2 separate regions of the Mus musculus genome follow, and region 2 is linked to region 1. Evidence: chromatin contacts called from public Micro-C data. All regions are on one chromosome and are shown on one strand. The core of a region is the stretch at or near the end of the contact, and the rest is flanking DNA. Distances in the headings are between cores, read along the strand shown.

What was found. A called contact is a pair of places that touch in the nucleus more often than the background predicts.
Region 2: a Micro-C map of embryonic stem cells shows a contact between it and region 1, with 2.9 times the contacts expected there. The contact joins the promoter of Msc here to the promoter of Kcnb2 in region 1. A contact is called at or near these places in 1 of 39 promoter capture datasets (the C10 cell line), 5 of 484 Hi-C or Micro-C datasets (cerebral cortex, cortical neurons and embryonic stem cells) and 1 of 115 datasets of contacts at active chromatin or transcription factors (embryonic stem cells).

What each region holds. Positions count from the first base shown.
Region 1 is chr1:15,285,401-15,288,940 of GRCm38.p6, reverse strand. Kcnb2 (potassium voltage gated channel, Shab-related subfamily, member 2) reads right to left here and starts at 2,016. Exons shown (of 3, transcript NM_001098528.3): 1 at 1,457-2,016.
Region 2 is chr1:14,754,585-14,758,153 of GRCm38.p6, reverse strand. It overlaps Msc (musculin), which reads left to right and starts at 2,188. Exons shown (of 2, transcript NM_010827.2): 1 at 2,188-2,924. The coding sequence starts at 2,406. It overlaps Gm9947 (a long non-coding RNA gene), which reads right to left and starts at 2,167. Exons shown (of 4, transcript XR_003947744.1): 1 at 1,917-2,167.

The DNA of each region.
Region 1 (3,540 bases), core at 767-3,266:
GACTTCCCCATTCAGTGGAGAAGTGAGTTATTTCTATACTGGATGATCGGTATTCTCAGGGAGTCTTCATGGCTACATAAGTAAGCCCCACACTGGAAAAAAAAAATAGCACTGGAAGCAGCCAAACTGAAACATGTACACTTCCATGCACAGTGTAAGGGCCAAACTACCGAACGTTCTGATTAGATTAAGCACAAGAACTCTCTAGTGCAGATTTCTAAATGTTTTACTCACATATTAAAGGATAAGTGTGAGACAAGTTTTTTTATTTATTGATGTACCCTGCGCAAGTACCCAATGGGTGAAATAGATAAGACTTTATGATATGAACAATTTTAACATATTACTCTCTTTTCGAATTCTTTCCCAGGAGTCACTGACAGGAAAGACTTCAGACATTTGACCAAAATTGATTATTTGCTAATTCTACGAAATGTGCTATCACTAGTGAGTAATCCAAAGGTATCTATCCTACACAATGCTAGACATTTGAAAATAATAACAGTAAAATGTTTACTTTTTTTAAAGTTGGGATTGAAAAAAGAGTCAGATTGTCAGCAAACCCCCAACCAATCAATAAGAAAAAATTAGAAACGTGAAATGTCATTTAAAATATTGACATTAGTGTGTGACTTGATTGGATGGAGTGTTGAACCTACATGCAATCACCCCGATGCCTACCTGTGCATATATTGTGCAAAATATCCTAGTATTAGTCTTATCTATGTTATTCTTTACTGTCAAAACACTTGTGGGGTCATAAACGTCGCATAAATGGCATGTTTATGCACATTGCACATTGGTTCTTTTTATGAATGGATGAAAACAAATGCTCCTTATCTGAGGTAATAGATGGCAAGGTACTATCATGAAAAGGTTCATTAAGTCTTGGCAACAAAAGATGAGGCAGATGGTGGTGTCTTTCAGTGCCACTCAGGGCAACTGTATCCCCAGGTCTCCTTGACATATTGTATTGGAAAAAGCCTTGGAGTGCTTTCCTTAAAGACCTGTTCTAGCTCCTTCCGAGGAACCAAGACTGCTCACCACTGAGGAATAAAATGCATGTATGTCTCTGTATTCTGGGGACTGTGCATACACAACAGATATCATACTCCCTAAGTCTAGTCCGACAAGTGTGTGCATGCAAGTGTGGCATTTACCATCAAGCGATCAGGAAGAGAAGGCAACCGGGGTTCCTTTCTTACATACAACAGTTTCATCTTTTTGATCAAGTTAGGCTTTTAAGGGGCTTATACTTGTGTGTCTCCCCCACCAGGAAGAAGCATTTCGTTAATAATCTGTCAGGGCTAACAACCCAGCCAGCTTTGTTTGTAAGTCCACTGGGCGCCATATGGCAGTTTCCAGTTCCTTTAGCAACTCAAGTCTCACTAGACTGCCACAGTGAAGCATCTCTAAAGAAGAGCTCTTGGGGAGCTGCAATGCCCAGGTCACTTACCTAGCTCCCACGGACCCAGCTCTGCTCAGCCAGCAGCTCTGGCTCCTGTGCCACAGGGGGCTGTGGGATTCCCTGCTCCCTCAGAGGACTCCTCTCTTGCAAAGGTCCCTTTTGCCAATGATGTGTCGTTGGAAATCCCCCTCCCCTCCACAGAGAGGAGGGTCTGCCCGGCTGGCTGGAGCTCCAGGCAGCTTTCCTTCCTTCTTTACATATCTCACTCCGGTTCGCAGTCTCTAGTAAAAGGGCTCACAGAAGCCGCATTGGTAAGAAGCGAAGGCATCCTTTAAAAAGAACAATAATCTTCCTCGATCGTCACCCGCCTTTCCCCGCGTGGAGCCCCCATCCCCCTGTCGCCGCCGCCGCCGCCCAGACCAGAGAGGGCTGGAGTGAAGGGGGAAAAAAAATCAAGAGGTTCTCTGCGCGCCGCACCAGCCCTGGACTTGGCGCTGGATCCCGCTGCCGGAGGAGCGGCTGTGGCCAGCGGGGGCGGCGGGTGCTCAGGGGCACTCGGTGGAGCTCGGTGGGTGTGTGTCTGTGCAGCAGCGACGCTGGCTCCGCGCGAAAAACCAGGCGGGGCGCTCCGGGCGCGGGTCCCCCGCCCCGTAGCTCTCCGGCCAGGCGCGCACACACGCCCGCGGCCACCCAGCCTCGCGCTCCGCCTTCCGCGCTCCGCGCACCCGCGGGCAGAGCGGCCGCCAGCGCCTCTCTCTGTTTCTCCTCCTCCAGCGACTCCCAGGCAATCGCAGCTCCCGGGGGTGGGTGGCGGGGATGCACCGCTGGCCCGGCACCTCCTGGGAAACGCCAGGCTCGGCCTCCCGGCGCCTGAGCTCGGCAGGAGACAGCGCCCCCGGTGCCCAGGGTGCGGCCCGGGCGCGGACGGTCGGGCGCCGCCCACACCTCGCCCGATCCTCCCTAGGCTCCTGCGGCCGCCTGGGTCCGGGCTCCACACCCACCTGTCTCTCTTGGTGGCTTGCACACGGACACACTAGGCAAGGGGTCCACAGCCCGGCGGCCACCCCACACACGCGGCCGGGGAAGCCCTGGTAAGCCCGTCGAGATGCTCCCGCAGCTTCATGGATTTCCTGGCCTTTCTCTTCCATCTGCTGTGCTCTCCTGCTGCCAGACCCCTAAGCGACCAGAACCAGTGCTCCTTGTTCCACCATGGGGAACTGGGACAAGGACATATGGCTCCTGAGGATGGGCCACGGAGTATTTTCCCACAAAAGAAGTTTCTCGGATAAAAAGGAGCCCAGGTGGAATCTGACTTCACTTCTGTATCCTCCAGCTCTATTCAGGACCATATCCAGGAGTCACTGGCCTTTCTGTGTCTGAGGCTAAAGCTGGGTAGGACTCTTTAGACACTCTGATTCTTGTTTCCCACAGGGGTGCTATGACCCCCCCAGAGTCCACCAGAGACCTGGGAGGTGAGAGATTCCCAGGACTCAAAGATGAAATGCCCCCCAGTAGAGAGAAGGAACTTATAGAGTCCACCTCCAGCAGGAAGACAGGACTTCAAATGAGGGGGGTGCCATCCCACAGTCATATCTCTGACCCATAATTGTTCCTGTCTGAAAGAATTACAGGAATGGAAATGGAGAAGAGCCTGAGGAAAATAAGGTCCAGTGACAGGCCCAAAGTGGGATCCAGCTCAAGGGGAGGTCCCAAGGCCTGACACTATTACTGAGGCTATGGAGTGCTCACACAAAGGGATCTATCTATCATGACTGCCCTCCGAAAGACCAAACAAGCAGCTGAAAGAATCAGGTGCAGATATTTGCACCCAACCAATGTACAGAAGCAGCTGACCCCTGTTGTTGAATTAGGGAAGAGTGAAAGAAGCTGAGGAGAAAGGTGATCCTGTAGGAGAACCAGCAGTCTCAATCTGGACCCCTAAGATCTCTCAACCACTGGACCACCAAACAGACAGCATACACCCGCTGATGTAAGGCCCCCAACACACATAGACTAGAGGACTGCCAGGTCTGTGTTCATTCAGAGATGAGGCACCTAACCCTCAAGAGATTGAAGGCCCCAGGGAGTTTAGAGGTCGGGTGTGGTGAGGTGTGGGGGCATCCAAGTGGAGA
Region 2 (3,569 bases), core at 939-3,438, 530 kb after region 1:
GCTCACTACTATGGAACGCAGAGGTGGTCCACTCATCTCCCTCTCACATCTGAGGCCAGAAGAAGGCAAAAGGACAAAGTCACAGCCAGACTAGAAATAAAATGCTCACAAAAATGAAAGAGAAAGGAGAGTAGGATTCGTAAAGGTGTGCAGAGAGGTTTCTTTCCCAAGAGCTGGGTAGTCAGTCGGTAGTCAGTCGCAGTGAAGGGACAGGACAGAAGGGAAGCCTGGGAGGAGAGGAGAAGGAGGGTTCTCCGGAGGATACAAGGAGGAGAAAGCAGCCTTAATCCTCAGCGCTGAGGTTGGGCAGTTTGGGGAACTGTTTAGAGAAATGCCGCATACCCCCACCATTAATCTTTCCTAAGGAAAAGCTTTGTTCTGCACCTGTATAAACAACCCAGATTTTTAAAACCTATATGCCTGCCCCTAATGTGTGAGAGTATGTATTTATAGTGATAGCTTCAAGTCATCTATATGTAACACCTCTGCCTTCCATCTTTCTGCCTGCACCCCCATCTCCACCCCGCCCCCTTTTGCCTGGCCAGGCTTGCCTACAGTCAAGTTTAAGCAATCCAAAAACAAAACAAAACAAAAAAAACAAAACAAAACAAAAACAAAACAAAACCCAACTCTCTGCCAAATACAGCTGCGTTTCCCCAACCCAGAAAATCTGAGAGCAAAGGACTTTTTTACTCAAATTGTCTCACGATGAGAACCTCTCTTACCCTACCCCCAACCAAAGACAAAAGGTACAAGAAAACTTCAGGAACGGTAGCAAGTAGGGGTGGTTGTACACAATACCCCTAAGTGGGAGGTATCGCCTTGAGACAAGGTGGAGGGAAGCCTGAAGGGCCGAATCAACCCCTGCCAGCCACCTGCTATGATACTTCAGGCTCAGGGCTCAGCTATTTGTTCTGCTGTAAAGACTAGAATTTGCTAGGCAGCTTCTGCATCCGCGTATCTGCTTGACCCACTCTCATCTGGAACCTGTGAGAGGAGAAGTACAAGAAGACAACAGAGTGGAACAGAAAAGAAACTCAGCTTCCTTCTGCTCAGCCAAGGCAGTCAAACCCCAACCCTTTAAGGGCACCAATTCCTCCGTCTGGAGCACAGCGGGAGTCCCGGCTGACACCTGTCTGTTTGTTAACAAAGCCCCTCAGCTTGAGCACACTTGGCCTGCCTTCCACCTTGTTTTGTCTGCTCTGGGGTTGGGGAAGGCAAGGTGTTTTGTTGTGACTTGAAATGCAGCACAATTCTAGGGGCTGCTTGGTAGTCCTTTGGGTTTTGGTTGTTATTGGTCTTTCTTTGCTTTGCTTTTCCCCTTTCCTTTCTCTTTAATTTTGGCAAGGCAACTGTGCTGACATACTATTCTGCATCCAAGAACTTGCTCTCAAAGCGTTGGGTCTGAGTCCAAACCTTAATCACGCGGAGGAAATCTTACAACAGTGGAAAATAACATCTCTTGATGTGTAGGTTAGGAGGCTTGTGGCTACTGAAATGCTACAAACACACAGATTCCTGATCCCACTTATTTGCTCTCCCAGTGATTTTGCAAGATGGACATCATAACATGTAAGTTTCAGAAATTGCTTGAAGATGAAACAAGACAAAGTAGAAAAAAAGCGCTGCCATGTGAACTATAAAAGCGGGGGCGGAGGGGGGATGGGGGTCAAGAGATGGGTCATTGGAGCTGCTCCTTAGTTTTTGCTCTTTCTCTGTACTCGTTCTATGAAGCCTTGGATAAGCAAACACACATCTTGAGTAATGAACTTGAATGACAGGTCCCCAGGAACACACTGGGAGACAAGCCGCACTGGGCATGCTCAGATTCTTCAGTTCCCACTAAGACCAGCTGCAGGTGAAAATGGAATGAGTAGGAACAAGGTCTTTTCTTTTTGTTCCCAAATCTCACTTACCTCGCACAGATACTCTGAGGGTCAGTCGTGGGCGTAGAGGCCTAAGTCTTTGCTTTGCGCGCAAACATTCCTTGCCCCCGCCCCGCTAACCGCAGGGTTCAGGGGGGAAAAAACGATCCCCACCCCTTCCACGCCCCTGCCCCACCTCTTGTCCCCCTTTCAAGCCCCCTCTACTTTGCCGAGGGGGAGGGGGGTGGCTTTTCCCTAAGAGTACAGATAAATAGTCCTGTCAAAAGGCTCAGCTCGCGGCTGTACTTTTGGATCCGGAGTCAAGTTCAGCAGAGCCCTGGGCTACAGGGTCAGCAGCAGATCGCGCCCACTCCAGGCGCCCAGCTCACAGGGGAGCCTCAGTGCGGAGGCAAGCCCTGGTCTCTGGTCCTCCCCTGGGCTCTCCCACACCCCATCCTCTGTCAGAGAGAAGAAGCCAGAGAAAGCGAGACTGGCCGGGGAGGAGAAAGGCGCGCGCGCGTGGGCGCCGGGGAATAGGCGATGTCCACCGGCTCGGTGAGTGACCCCGAAGACTCGGAGATGAGGGGGCTGCAGAGGGTCTACCCGGCCCCGGCCTCCAAGAGGCCGCCCCTGCTCCGCATGGAGCGCGGTTACGGCTCGCCCAGCGACATTTCTTCTGCGGAAGAGGAGGACGGTGAAGAGGAGCCCGGCTCCCTGGGAGCCGCGGGAGGATGCAAGAGGAAGCGGCTCCGTGGGGCTGACGCTGGCGGCGCAGGTGGCCGCGCAGGCGGTGCGGGGAAGAAGCCGCTCCCGCCTAAGGGCTCGGCCGCAGAGTGCAAGCAGTCGCAGCGGAATGCGGCCAACGCCCGCGAACGCGCCCGGATGCGCGTGCTGAGCAAAGCCTTCTCCAGACTGAAGACCAGCCTGCCCTGGGTGCCGCCCGACACCAAGCTTTCCAAACTGGACACGCTGCGCCTGGCTTCCAGCTACATCGCGCACCTGCGCCAGCTGCTGCAGGAGGACCGCTACGAGGACAGCTATGTGCACCCTGTGAACCTGGTAGGGATGCTGCGCTCGAGGCCGGGGGACAGCAGCCCAGAGCGCTACCCGGGCCCAGGGCTGGCTCGGCCCCAGACGAAGAGCCAAGAGGGGAGGTTTCTGGAACCAGTGGTAAGGAATCTGGTTCAGTGACCTCCGAATCAAGGCAAGAGGAGCCAGCCATTTGCTGGGAGAAAATCATCCAGCCATCTGAAAATGTCCTGGTCCTTTGCCTGGCGACTGCTATCTGTTAACACCCTACTTCTGGGATAAAGTGTGGCTTCCCACTTGGGAGTATTTCTAAGTTTTTAGGCCAAGTTGGAAAAACAAAACAAACCAACCAACCAAACAAACAAAAACTCAGTTGCCCAACTTTTTCCAGACAACAACCTAGCAGGGTTGAATCGCCAGTGCTGCTTTCTTTAAAGGGGGAAGGGGGAGATTGGGAGAACCTAACTTTTTTAAATAAACGTTTGAGTGGTTTAAACAAAAGAAAACACTAATGCAACATAGTTTTCCTGGACGCGACTGTCCGGAAAGTCCCTGTCTAACCTGCCAGCTCCATGAGCTTGGGAAAGATCTCATCCAAACCTATTTAAAAAGGAATGCAGCGTGTGTGTGTGTGTGTGTGTGTGTGTGTGTGTGTGTGTGTGTGTGAGGGAGGGG